3 separate regions of the Mus musculus genome follow, and regions 2 and 3 are each linked to region 1. Evidence: chromatin contacts called from public Hi-C and HiChIP or PLAC-seq data. All regions are on one chromosome and are shown on one strand. Each heading gives the region's core, a stretch centred on a gene start, on an enhancer-like site or on the middle of the called end of the contact. The rest is flanking DNA. Distances are from core to core; before and after follow the strand shown.

Region 1 (4,594 bases), core at 1,351-3,850:
GCCACATCTGAAAAACAGGGAGCTCCTCGTCCCACCCCCACGCCTGTCTGATGTGACTCTGCGGGCAGCGTCCAGGCTGATAAGGACTCTTTGATATTAACAATAGCTCCTTTGGTATCAACTCATCTCCTGATCGTGGGTCTTCTTCCGTAGCCACTATGATAAACACCAGCTTATTCTTTTCTCTCAAAACATTTAAGTAAGCGGCTTTAAAAATAACAGCCCCCATGTTAAAGTAAAACACAGCGCTGTCAACAATGAGGCCAAAGTGTCATCACAAGTAGGAGGAGCCTGGAGCCTGGCAAGATGGCAGCTCAGAGTAAAGACACTTGTGACTAAGGCTGGTGACCCGAGTTCAAATCCCAGAACCCAAAGTGTAGGAAGAGAATAAATTCCAGTTAGTTACCCTTTGACTTCCACATGTGTGCTGTGGCGTGCAAGCACCCCCACCCCCACAATAAATAAATAAATGTAATGAATTAAAAATAAATTTATCCACATGTAAATATTTTTATCACCATATAATGTCTATGGTATCTTACATTGTCTGGGGTATCTCCCATCAGGCCCCTTCTTCTGAGGCTTAGGTGACTTTGAGATCCATGATGCCACAAGGACAGGTGACATCCTTTATTACACACACACACATGCATATGCACACACATACATACACATATGTGCACACAGACACATATACACACATGTGCACACAGACATATACATACATGCATATGCATACACACATACACACATATACAGACATACACACCTACACACATATACATACACACACACACACACTCGTGCACACACATATACATGTACATACACAAACACACACATATGCACACATACACATACATGCACATATACATACATACAAATATACCCATCCCAACATACACAGACATATATGCACACCTCTCATACGCACACACACACACACACACACACACACACCCCAGCATCCTAGCCAGCACTGCTTGCACTTGCCTTGTTGTTGTTGATTTGGTTCAGCACACTTGAAGGGGCTGTGTCAGACACCACAGAGCCTCACCTGGTATTTTCAGGCCCCCTTCAAGATGATTTCTGTGACAGTTGATGAGCTCAGCCATGCGGACAATTAGACTGGATGATGAAAATGGTCACGTTCGCGGCATCGGTGACCCTGTGCTGTTTGTTTCAGCCACACGGCTCCTTCTTTGATGTGTGCACTTACTTTCCAGCAGACTCTGCAGACCCAGAGGGCCTTTGTCTTCTGCTAGTGTTCCCTGGCAGGCTTGAACACGTGGAATTTTCACTCTCTCTAAAGCTGTGGTTCTCATGGCCCACAAAGGAATTTTTGGCTGCCCACCCCACCCCTGTGTACCATTCTCAGGGTGCCGTGTACACATGATTTGGCTTCTGGTATGTGAGTGTGTGTGTGTGTGTGTATGTCCCCTACATGTAGGGATGTGTCTAAACTAACAGGGATAAGCCATAGGGAGGCAGCTGTCAAGCTAAACAGTTGACTCCTTTGTGACACCTTCTAATTAATAGCTGCCTTTTGTCACTTGATGCCGGGAGAGACTCATGTGTGCTAATGACATGATGGTGGAGGCCGGGCATGCTCCCCAGGCCTCGCACCTCTGTATTAGATCGAACCCTGCAGCAACAATCATTTTCCAAATGCTTAAATCAGTCTGGAGCCTGGTGCCATTTAGATACCAATCCCCCCAAGCCCCCCTCCCGTGTCTCCCTAAGCCATAGCCGTCTGTTGTAGCAGATATCGCTACCACCGTATTCACCAACATGAATCAAGATTTCTCACTTAGAGGGACTGGTGCTGAAGCAAGGAGATGTGTCATTTTGTCCTGTTATGTTGCCTCGTTCCCCTCCCCGTCCCCTCCCACCCCCTGTGAGTGTGTGTGTGTGTGTGTGTGTGTGTGTGTGAGTGTTTGGAGCAATGCCACCAACCGGCTGCAATTTCTGAACGCTCATTTTGAGAACAGCCCTAAGAGTTGCTGTTTGTCAAGGTGGAAAAGTGGGCCAAGGGTTAATAGATGTTCAGGATTGGAAAGGAACCAGGAAAAACTCCCTGCCTCGTGCCAGTTATTTGGCTTTTTCCTCTGGTATTACTTATGACCCCGCCTCCCCCCTTCTCTTTCTGGGACCCATGTTTTCTTGCTCTCCCTCTCCCAAGCTGTTTGGTGGCGGATCCAGGTTTGTGTGTTCTGGAGGAGGGTGCTCAGGGGGAGAATTACCAGGTTGTGTATCTGTCTATGTGACCAATCAATGCCAACAGCCAATGCAGGAAGTCCTGACTGGCCACACAGCCACACCTGTGAGAGAGGAGGCTGAGCCCACAGGCAGAGCCTGCCTGGGAAAAGCCACAAAGAGGGCTGGCGGGGGCAGGGGGGGGGGCAAGAAGGGTGCCTGAGTTTCAGAACAGTAGGGGAACCCACTCTACTGAGCGAAAAACCTTGTCAGGGATAACAGGCAGTTCTGCCCTGCCTTCACATGAGAGGAGACTTTAGCTACCAGCCTTGCTCATAGTCAGCCACACCTCTTAAAATTCTAGCCTCAAATATGGCTGCCAACTGTCTAGGCCCTTGTAATTTGGTCAGCCATCAGAAACCACCAAAACCACTTTCTCCAAGGCCACCCCTGTTAATGACATTTCTGCTAACTTCGTTCCCTTGGCTGCAGCTAGGATGGCAAGTCTGAAGGCTTGCCCTTCCTCCCTCCCTCCCTCCCTCCCTCCCTTCCTCCCTCCCTCCCTCCCTCCCTCCCTCCCTCCCTCCTTTCCTTCCTTCCTTCCTTCCTTCCTTCCTTCCTTCCTTCCTTCCTTCCTTCCTTCTTTCCTTCTGTCCTTCCTATCTTATATGTGTGTGCCACATGCATGCTAGTGTCCACACAGGGTCAGAAGAAGCAATCTGATAACCCCTCTTGAAGCTGGAGTTAAAGATAGTTACGAGCCACTCGTTGTAGGTTCTAGGAACCGAACTCTGGTCCCCCGGAAGAGCAGTAAGTGCTGTTAACTGCTGAACCATCTCTCTGATTCCTGGAAACTATTTTAGACCTTGGCTTCCTTCCTCCACTTCCTTGGTTCCCTTCTTGTGCCAGCCCCTCCCTCCAAGCTCTGCCTTTGGGCTCAGCCTCCTCTCTCACAGATGTGGCTGTGTATCTGTCTGTGTGACCCACTCAATGCCAACAGCTGATGCAGGAAGTCCCAACCTCCAGTGACCTCCAGAGTGCACAACCTGGTAATTCTCCCCCACCCCCTCCCCCCAGCCATCCTCACAGGGAGTCTGCAGTTTCCCTGAGCACCCTCCTCCAGAACACACAAACCGGGACCCTCCTCCAAACAGCTCTGGAAAGGGAGAGCAGGAAAGCATGGGCCCCAGAAAGAGAAGGGGGTCATAAGTAATACCAGGGGAGCCAGAGGTCAAGCCAGAGGAACCCCAAATGGCTGGCTGCATTTCTCAGGAAGATCCCAATTGGAATAGAAGTCCCAGGGGTGCAGGTGGGAACTTGATTTTGAGATGAGTGAGAGGGGAGAAAGAAAAGAATGGAGAGAGGGAGGGAGAGAGGGAGAGAGAGAGAGAGAGAGAGAGAGAGAGAGAGAGAATTTGTATGGATGATATGGCCAGTACTCTTAAGAAATAATCAGACTTTGAAGAAAAGAAATACACTGTAAGATGGAAGGAAGGATTTGTTTTCTCTTTAAATGATAAGAGAAGCCTGTTCAAATACTGGTGGATCGAGGGAGGAAAGGACGGACGGACAGACAGACAGACACACACACAACACACACACACACACACACACACACACACACACGAGAGAGAGAGAGAGAGAGAGAGAGAGAGAGAGAGAGAGAGAGAGAGAGAGAGAGGAGGGAGGGGGAGGGGAGAAGGAGGGGGAAGGGAGAGTCTACGGATACCAGCAGGGGGTTAGAAAAGGTGGGAGGGATATGTGTGTCACAGTGGAGAGACTGTGCAGAGCAGGCGGAATGGTCCCTGGCCACCTCTCCCACTGTAACAAGCACAGCAAGGAAGGAGTGAGTGACCATAGATGCTGTGCTGAGTGGTTTTAAGCCAACTTGACACAAGTCATTTGAGTGGAGGGAACCTCAATTGAGAAAATGCCTCCATAAGATTGGACTGTAGGCAAGCCTGTAGGGTACGCTCTTAGTTAGTGATTGATGGGGGAGGGCCCAGGCCATTGTGGATGGGGCCACCCCTGGGCTGGTGATCCTGGGTTCTATAGAAAAGCAGGCAGTGCAAGCCAGTAAGCAACCCCTCTCCATGGCCTCTGCATCAGCACCTGCCTCCTTGTTTCTACCCTGTTTGAGTTCCTGTCCTGACTTCCTTCAGAGATGAACAGTGATGTGGAAGTGTAAGCCAAACAAATCCTTTCCTCCCCAGCTTGCTCTTTGGTCCCAGTGTTTCATTAATAGAAACCCTAACTAAGACAGATGCTCACAGTAGATAACTGTAGGCTTGGTGCTAAGAGCTTAAGGGAGCTTTCTGGCCTCCATTTAAAGGAATAGACAAGCTTATCTTGGGAGTGAGAAAATGTTGGGGGCAGGAATTTCAGGAAAGAGATGGGA
Region 2 (4,371 bases), core at 391-2,890, 350 kb before region 1:
GGCATTTCGCAAAGGTTTGAGCTTTCTGGTCCTGTGAGAAGAGTAAGACTCAGCGTGACTGACTAGGGATCTAAAGCCTCGGGGTGAACTGCCCAATTATGCCAGTGTTTGCCTTTCAAAGCAAACAAATGTTCTGTCTGCCCAGTTAGTGGATGAGATGGGGCAGAGGGAGTGGAGGCTGACCAGACACACACATCCATGCACTGCTAGTGTGGCGAGGAGAGAACGCCCCATAAATAGAAACACTTCTCTCCTCATTTGCTGTACCTGTCCCCTAGATCTACAGCCCTGTGAAGGTACTATAATCTAATGAGAATGGGTGGGGGGATGTCACAGCCAATGACAGCAGGGAGGAGGGGAGACGGAATAGATGGAGGCAATAAAAGAGATTCAAGTGCTTTACCCCAACAAATGCTACAGTTTTAGTACACATCTAATGAGGCTCCCACAGAAGACTAGCTAATATGAACAACATTCTCCATATACCAAAGAAGGCCTACATGCTCAGAGCAGAGACGAGATCATAGCATCTCCTGTCTCTCCGCTTACAACACTACCACCCTGGCAACCTTACTCAAAAATACATGCCTGCTCTCAGTGACCCGTACTTATAAATTTGTGTATATGCTACTCTCAACTGATGAGTGCAGAAACCCTGACATCTATCAGTGTTACAAGCTCGGGACTGAGTACAGTGTAGAGCACAAAGCAGGTGCTAATTTGCTGAATGAGTAAGCAGTGAACGAACGAACGAACGATCGAACGAACGAACGAAGACAATTTTCTTTCCTGGGCTAGTGAAGCATGCCTAAATCCCTGTTCTGAGTAAAAACAGAGCCCCTCTAGTGAGGTATTTATCATCACCGAAGGCCTCTAATGTAACCCCTGAGACTAGAAGACAGACTGGCAAATGTTCTGCAACACCCCTTCCTTTTTCTGCGACATACTTGACACATAATAATTTCTTGCTCTAAGAAAATGGGAATAAGGAGGGAAAGGAAACAGTAGTTATTCAAACAAGCAACGGGCATCAAAGGGAAGCATTGGTAGAGAATCAAGTGCCTGCTACAAGAAGCAAGACCTGTCTCATCAGGGGTGCGATCACTAATTCAACTGTCCCAACCTAGCCCACCACAGTCTGCCTAAATTCAACATTTGATTTCAAAGAGTTTCTAAAGGATTAGAAACATATGTAGCATTCTGTAGCATTGGGATTCTTTAGCATTAGCCCACTTTCCTGAGCAGGATATAAAAGTAAAAAGTATTTCAAAACACTGACAGGGGTGACTGATATTTAAAAATTAAAATTTTATTTTCATAAAGCATCAATATAACACTTAACTGCAGTATCAATTCACATAACACACACAAACACACACGGGGGGGAGAGAGAGAGAGAGAAAGAGAGAGAGAGAAGTCGTTATCAATGCAAAGTTCTTACAAGTGACACAGTGAGGTTTGGTCTGAGGATAAAGATGCACACAGATAAACTGCAAGTCGCTTTTCTTCAGCTCCAGCTGAGGGTTAAGGTAGGAGGAGCTGGTGTTAGTAAAACTTTGGTGCACATAGAACAGCACCACACACACACCACTCCTGGCAAGGGTTCAGAAAGGTCAGTCACTTCCTTCCACTCATCATCACTGAAGTGATAACTGTGGTGTGAGGCTGGCGCTTCCTTACTGCCAGGAGACGCAACCACCACCATGCCAGGCGGACGCTGCCAGGGTTACCCCGCACAGGCAGAGGCATGGCAGACCTAGTGTTATGTTATGTGTTTTCTCAGAACCAAAAATATACAAAACCTGCTGTAAACATTCAAAAATGAGCAAGCCATTAGTTATTAGTTATTAAGATACTGTTTGTGGCAGGCTCAGGACAGTACAGGGAAGCACTCACAGGCTTGGCTGCTAGGAAAAGGCACAGTGGCATCTTAATAAAAGCCAATGTGCCAAAGATGCCAACCTTCTCTGAAGATCAAACAACAGCTCAGATTCTCAAAGGGTGATTAAAAAAAAAAAAGTCTGCTCTGTAGAAAACAAGCAGCCTTCCTGCTCAATAACTATCAAGCTCACAGGGTGCGGTTCTCCCGTTCAGTAACTATCGAGCTCACAGAGTACGGCTCCTGCTCCTTTTTGGTGAGGGCAGCATGCTCAGTGAGGCACAGATTCACCACAGCAAGGGTGTGAACTGAAGCCAGGGTTGGGGTGAGCGCCATCTGCAGCACAGCACAGGTTCCACAATGCCGACTGACTGACCTAAGTCTCAGAAAGAGGTGTAGGTCAAATCTCCCATGCCTTGATTGATAAAATACCACTTTTTTCAATTTAACAGATGAAATCTGCCATCCATACAAAGCATTAAAAACCTTCAACATGAACCTCAAATTTCAGTTTCCTACAGAAAACAAGCCCTAAAAAAGTAGAGCTGTTTGCCAGCTCAGGGAGTCTGCCACCACTCAGACCCTCTTAACGACTGCTCTGCTCAGATGGACAGTGAATGTTCAAGGCAATGCAGACTTCATCTCTCACCGTCAGTCAGCGCCTTACACCATGAACCTGCACTGGGTACAGAGTGGCCGCCTAGCACAGTGTCACGGTCTGAGTGCTGTCTGACAATCCTAAGACTTAGAACCCACACTCTATGCCTCTAAAAGCTTGTAATTTTACTCTGAGGGAAACCAAAGCAACACAAAAGACACTAAACAACAAAGGTGACATATGTACAAATACACAAATTAACTAACACAAGAAAAATTAAACCCTTACACACTAAGGAAGTATTTGCAGAGTGAAGTACCCACAGGAAGTTCATTTAGAACATTGTTTAAGCAGTCAATAAATGATTCTGAAGGGAATCAAAGCATCCTTGGATAGTCAAGTAAGGTCTAATTCTTAGATTTATCTTAAACTGCTGTTAGAACAAACACCTAAGCTGACGAACGATTTATGAAGCAATGCAGGAGACATGTTAAAATGCTTGTCCTCATTGCCGGGCATGGTGGCACACGCCTTTAATCCCAGCCCTTGGGAGGCAGAGGCAGGCGGATTTCTGAGTTTGAGGCCAGCCTGGTCTACAAAGTGAGTTCCAGGACAGCCAGGGCTATACAGAGAAACCCTGTCTCAAAAAACTAAAATGCTCGTCGTCTTTAAAGCTTTCTAACTGATGCTGATCCTGAGGCCCCTCCCTCCTCTCATTCCCACCCTCTCTTAGGGCACCTTTGCTCCATCAGCTTTCTGGTCTGGAGCCAACGTACTGCGGTGGTCTGACTTGAGAATGGCCTCCATGGGTGCATGTTATCTGAATGTTTGGTTCTCAGTTGGTAGACCTTCTTGATTAGGGGGTGTGGCCTTGTGGGAGGAAGCTTGACACCGAGGCTGGGCTTTGGGCTTTCCCATGCAGAACTGAGTTCGTGCATGCATGCATGCATGTGCCTCATGCTTGTGGGAAAAGAGGTGAGCTCTCAGCTCCTGCTCCTCTAGAACCATGCCTGGCTGCAGCTTCTCATGGGCTTACCCTCTGAAGCTTTCTTCTCTAAGTGGTATTTGGCCGAATGTTTGCTACAGCAACTGAACAGCAACTACGACATGGACTAAAACAAAAGCAGAGCACAAAATGACCCTGTCAAAGTCAGGTCCACGGAGGAGACTTTTAGAAAGGAAGAAAGGGAGGGAGGGAGGGAGGGAGGGAGGGAGGGAGGGAGGGGGAAAGAAAAGGAAAAGGGGAGGGGAGGAGAGGGGATGAGTGCCCAAGGGAAAGCCTGGTTCTAAAACTGGAGACCCCGACTGAAGGCAGGTCTCTCCCTCTGCCTGGAGACCCCGACTGAAGGCAGGCCTCTCCCTCTGCCTGGAGACCCCGACTGAAGGCAGGCCTCTCCCTCTGCCTGGAGACCCACCTGAAGGCAGGTCTCTCCCTCTGCCTGGAGTTTTGAGGGAGAAAGCACAGCTGGAATCATGAGAATCTGCTCAGGAGTCACGTTCCTATTGCCTCTAATGACACACAAATGCGCTGTGCTGCCACCTAGGCCAAATGCTTACACTCATACGCTGCTGATTTTTCAATCTGCTGCAACCATTATAACCTGAGTCAGTCATGACTTTATCACCATCATCATCTCCTCTTCCTCCTCCTCCTCCTCCTCTTTCTTCCCATAACAGGTCCCTCTCATTCCACAAGCAGCCCTGAGACATGGAATCTTCACTCAATTTCTTGTCCCTGTTATTTTAATCCATTCAAAACTCCTGTGGGTAAAAGAGCAACTGCCAGACGAGACACTTTAGTTCCTCTTTGGGGAAATAAAATTGATTTTCTTCGTTTTCACAGAAGAGGATCCCTGGGTAACAATATTGTGTCCAGTCAACGCCCATAATAAAA
Region 3 (4,467 bases), core at 1,044-3,543, 390 kb before region 1:
CACGAAGAAGTCTATATCCTTTATAATGTAACCAAATGAACCAGCTGGGAAGCAGGCCAATCTCTGGGTCTTTACCTAAATACCTGTTACGTGGACTTCCTCGTTATTTTTAACCTTTGAGTCAGTTTTCTCTCACTTGCAGCTAAAGGGATCTTCAATAACTACAAAAAGCACCAAATTGGTTAAGGAACATTTGAAAACCTATAATCATGTGTCATTACGCAAGGAGGGGATTAGATTTGAAAATAACCGTTCTTTATCCATAAGAGCGTACATTCTAGTTTTTAAGACATGTGAGACAAACTGAGAAGAAGGACACTCAATTGAAAAGGAGGCTAATAGAACCAGCGTGGGGCGTTTTCGAGCAGTGCTGCAAAGGAGATGAAGACCAATGTGTACGCTTTTTGAAGAGCACTATATTCAATTAGCGTAATTCAACTAAAAAGAAGCTCTCTGGGAGCCAATACAGCTCTGTATTTCCAGCACAGCATCCCAGCGTGAAAAAAGGACGTTTCCTTTACTCTTTTGTTTTGTTTTGTTTTTGTTTTTTGTTTTTTGTTTTTCGAGACAGGGTTTCTCTGTATAGCCCTGGCTGTCCTGGAACTCACTCTATAGACCAGGCTGGCCTCGAACTCAGAAATCTGCCTGCCTCTGCCTCCCAAGTGCTGGGATTAAGGCGTGCGCCACCACGCCTGGCTTCCTTTACTCTTAGTGGGTCCCAGGTCTCAAAAAATATTATCAAAATTAGTACAAGTGAGTCTTCCAAGTCTGGGCTATACAATATGAGATTCATCAGAAATTCAGTAAATATATACTGCATCTCAGCCATTTCACCGACTATAGAGCCAAGTGCGGCTTCTTCACCCAAGTGAGCACCGGGTGCGTTCCTGTTGCCTACATCCAGGCTGCAGACTAGTACACAACCCAAGATGGCAATCAAAACTGCAGACAAAGATGCCACTGGCATTTCCAAGCACTTCTTTAAAAAAAATTACAGTTGGGCAGTGGTGGCACACACCTTTAGTCCCAGCACTTGGGAGGCAGAGGCAGGTGGATCTCTGAGTTCAAGGCCAGCCTGATCTACAGAGTGAGTTCCATCACAGAGAAACCCTGTCTCAAAAAACAAACAAAAAATTACAGAAATGGCCTATATGTTCAATAAGAGACCCCGTAAAAATGTTGCCATATAACTGACTTAAAATAGCAAATATTCTGGGTAAAATCTTAAATAAAATTCATGCAACCTCTCCACTGGTGTGTGTGTGTGTGTGTGTGTATGTGTGTGTGTGTGTGTGTGTGTGTCATATTTGTTTGTAGATCTAATTTTTAAAAACAATAAATGACACAAGAGGCTGGAGATATAGCTCAGTTAGAAGACTGCTTATCTACCAAGCCAATTCATAAATTCATGCTGGTCCAGAGCCCAGCAGCACATAAAATCAGGTGTAGTGACACAGGCCTGCAACTTTAGCACAAGGGCAGTGGAGGCAGGAGGATTATAAATTCAAGGTCATCCTGAGGTACACAGTGAGTTTGAGGACCAACTGCAGTACATATGAGACCCTATCTCCAAGAAAAAAATTATAGGAAAAAACACAAAATTTTTAGGCTTGGTTATCTCTGAATTCAAGATCAATTTTTTTCTTATTTTCTTTTTGTCTTTGCCTTTTATTTTTGTTTTGTTGTTGTTTGAATCATGGTCTCTCTATATATCCCTGGCTGGCCTGGAATTTACAAAGGTTCACCTACAACTGCCTTGAAAGTCCTGAGATTAAAGGCAAGCTTAGAATTTTGTTGGAATTTATACTAAGTTTTCTGCAATAAACACACATAAGTGTCTTTAAACTATGCATTGCTATCAGGTTTAGAAGACTATGCCAGTGCCAGCACGTGGCCCAGTGGTGCGTGCTGAGGCCTTGTCTGCCTCCTCTTCAAGTCTAAGTTTGGCTCTAAGACAGTCATCCTGGATTCTTTCTTCCACTCACACACCACTACACAAATCTACACTTCACAAACCCAGGACCTCCAACCAGCTTCCCATACTCTAGTCAAATTCTGCCTGCCAAGATTACTGTAGCTTCCTGTTGCCAGATCCAATCACTCGGTGTTTGGGACCTTACTAGCTGAGTTCTTCCCTCTAATTAAACATTTCAAAACTCATGCCAAGGGAAGGACTCCACTGGAATCAAAACAGTTCATTTATCACTTCTGTCTTTTCCCTCCCTCCCTGGTTCAATATCTCTGAGCTGATTGGCAGTGTCAAACAAAGGGAAGTCAGGCGACTAGATGTGGGTGTCTGCTCAGTCTCAGTAAGAAGTGACACAGCTTTGGTGATGTCCTCACTTAATACTGACACAGGCACTGAAGGGATCTATTAGTTTACAGTTGTTTTATAACAAGGTATAAAAACAGTACACATGCCGACAGCATCAGCACAGTGGATCCTCAACAGTTAAACCATTGTAACACAAACCAAAACCACAATCAGGAATTATTCCCCTAGGGATCACTACAATTCCCAATCACTTATTTTTCATTGTAAGAAATAACTTGCACATAAATCAGAATATTTACAGATTTATGATTGGTGCATTTTCTGTATATAGAGAATTGTACGAGAATCAAGATGAATTTTATTCCTTAAAAGACGGTCATGTGACTCATGGAAACCGATGTGATGCTTCTGACAGTGCAAATGAGCCCCTGTAAAGGCCTCCTGGTACTCTCCCTCACTTAAGGTGGAAATCCTCTTACCATCCTCTACAAAGAGCCCTGGCCAGGATCCTAGTGAATATGTAAATATCCACAGGGCCCAGGGCAAGTCTGTCTACTTCTGCTGATTCAGAAGGTATAAAATACCAAGGTAGCCAGTCCTTCCTCTGTTTTTGAGAGATAGGGATTGGGTAGAGTTAGGAAGAACACTTTGTATACTGGCTCTCACACACTGGCAACACGACACTGAATTCTATCATACATAAACACTGGATAACATGACACAGAAACAGATCTTCATGTTTTCACTTTTCCCTTTAGTGGACTTTACCTGCTATGGAACTACCAAACTTAAGACATTTCCCAGCCTCCATGGCCAGTGTGTACACTGATCAGCTAAGTTCTCACCACTACAGTGTGAGTGGTAGTGATGGCTACCACTGCCAGGCCTTGGTCTCATACACTGAGCATGTGCTAAGAACTCATGGGAGCCATAGCTAGGGAAAACCAAGCCATGGGCCCTGAAGGCTGCCTCAGACGGGAAGAAAGAACCAACCAAGTGTGAACAAAGCCATTGCACTGTCCAGGATAACTGCTTATTCCATGACCATATCCATACAGATGCAGATGAAACCTCAAAGTGCATGTTAGAAGTTACAGTGTGGAGGTAGCCAGTGGACAGGAACAATCTTCTGATCGAGTGTGAACTTAGTCCTGCACACTGACTTTCTAGAAAGTCATCAGCATCCTACAATAAAGTAATGCTTGAATCCAAAGTGTCAAACCCAAGAGACAGAACTACAAATTACTTTGGGGAAATTAAGTGGTTCCTGAGGAACATGTACATTGTCAACATTAATGAAAAAAGGCGAGTGGGAGAAATGATATAATTATTCACTGTGACTCTAAATGATTTTAACTCTAAATCCAAGTATAATCTAGGATCGACAGGTATTAGCTACAGAACCTCCTTCTAATGTTGCTTATTAACTCGAGAGACCTCAAATTGTTATCTAGAGCAGTTTTTAATCTAAATTTACTAAGTCGACAGCCCTTTGTTTACTATTTTTAATTGCTTGTTCTACATTTAACTGCCAACAACTAGTTTAACAATTATTCGTTCTTATAACTTGGTTCAACCTATTGCCACATTTATTCAGACCTGTATGTACTGAATTCTTCTAACCAAACAAACTCAGAGACAACTCTAATAACCATGACAGGGAGACTGAATATAAAGAATCTGAATCTCTCCTATCTGAATTCTTTAGCACAGGTTGTATTTAAAACCACATGACCATGAGTCTGTTCAAGAATTAAACTGCCACAGCCAAACAACTCATGGATTACCACTGGCTGACTTTAAACAACTCATGGGTTACCTCTGGTTGGCTTTAAACAACTCATGGGTTACCTCTGGTTGGCTTTAAACAACTCATGGGTTACCTCTGGTTGGCTTTAAACAACTCATGGGTTACCTCTGGTTGCTTTAAACAACTCATGGATTACCTCTGGTTTTCTTTTTTTTTTTTTGGTTTTTCGAGACAGGGTTTCTCTGTGTAGTCCTGACTGTCCTGGAACTCACTTTGTAGACCAGGCTGGCCTGGAACTCAGAAATCCGCCTGCCTCTGCCGCACAAGTGCTGGGATTAAAGGCGTGCACCACCACACCCGGCTCAAGGTTTCTTTAAACAACTCATAGGTTACCTCTGGTTGGCTTTAAACAACTCATGGATTACCTCTGGTTGGCTTTAAA

What was found. Hi-C and Micro-C count contacts between places; a contact is called where the count stands out from the background. HiChIP or PLAC-seq counts read pairs in DNA pulled down with a chosen protein or histone mark.
Region 2: a contact with region 1 is called in a Hi-C map of the HPC-7 cell line, with 1.5 times the contacts expected there. The contact joins two enhancer-like sites. A contact is called at or near these places in 1 of 484 Hi-C or Micro-C datasets (the HPC-7 cell line), 1 of 115 datasets of contacts at active chromatin or transcription factors (embryonic stem cells) and 3 of 9 other capture datasets (adipose tissue, liver and pancreatic islet).
Region 3: an H3K27ac HiChIP or PLAC-seq map of the HPC-7 cell line shows a contact between it and region 1, with 6 times the contacts expected there. The contact joins two enhancer-like sites. A contact is called at or near these places in 1 of 39 promoter capture datasets (the HPC-7 cell line), 1 of 484 Hi-C or Micro-C datasets (embryonic stem cells), 2 of 115 datasets of contacts at active chromatin or transcription factors (the HPC-7 cell line and neural progenitor cells) and 4 of 9 other capture datasets (adipose tissue, embryonic stem cells, liver and 1 more).

The regions. Positions count from the first base shown.
Region 1 is chr17:30,858,786-30,863,379 of GRCm38.p6, forward strand. The region is part of intron 91 of Dnah8 (dynein, axonemal, heavy chain 8); the gene reads left to right. Among named protein-coding and RNA genes, the nearest start is that of Gm41561, 2.9 kb to the left of the region's middle. Within about 2 kb of position 2,601, at least 7 of the 459 cell types and tissues checked have an H3K27ac peak or open chromatin away from gene starts, as enhancers often do. A contact at or near this core is called in the HPC-7 cell line, where this site is marked.
Region 2 is chr17:30,508,186-30,512,556 of GRCm38.p6, forward strand. The region is part of intron 6 of Btbd9 (BTB (POZ) domain containing 9); the gene reads right to left. Among named protein-coding and RNA genes, the nearest start is that of Btbd9, 66 kb to the right of the region's middle. Within about 2 kb of position 1,641, at least 12 of the 459 cell types and tissues checked have an H3K27ac peak or open chromatin away from gene starts, as enhancers often do. A contact at or near this core is called in the HPC-7 cell line, where this site is marked.
Region 3 is chr17:30,472,613-30,477,079 of GRCm38.p6, forward strand. The region is part of intron 6 of Btbd9 (BTB (POZ) domain containing 9); the gene reads right to left. Among named protein-coding and RNA genes, the nearest start is that of Btbd9, 100 kb to the right of the region's middle. Within about 2 kb of position 2,294, at least 7 of the 459 cell types and tissues checked have an H3K27ac peak or open chromatin away from gene starts, as enhancers often do. A contact at or near this core is called in the HPC-7 cell line, where this site is marked.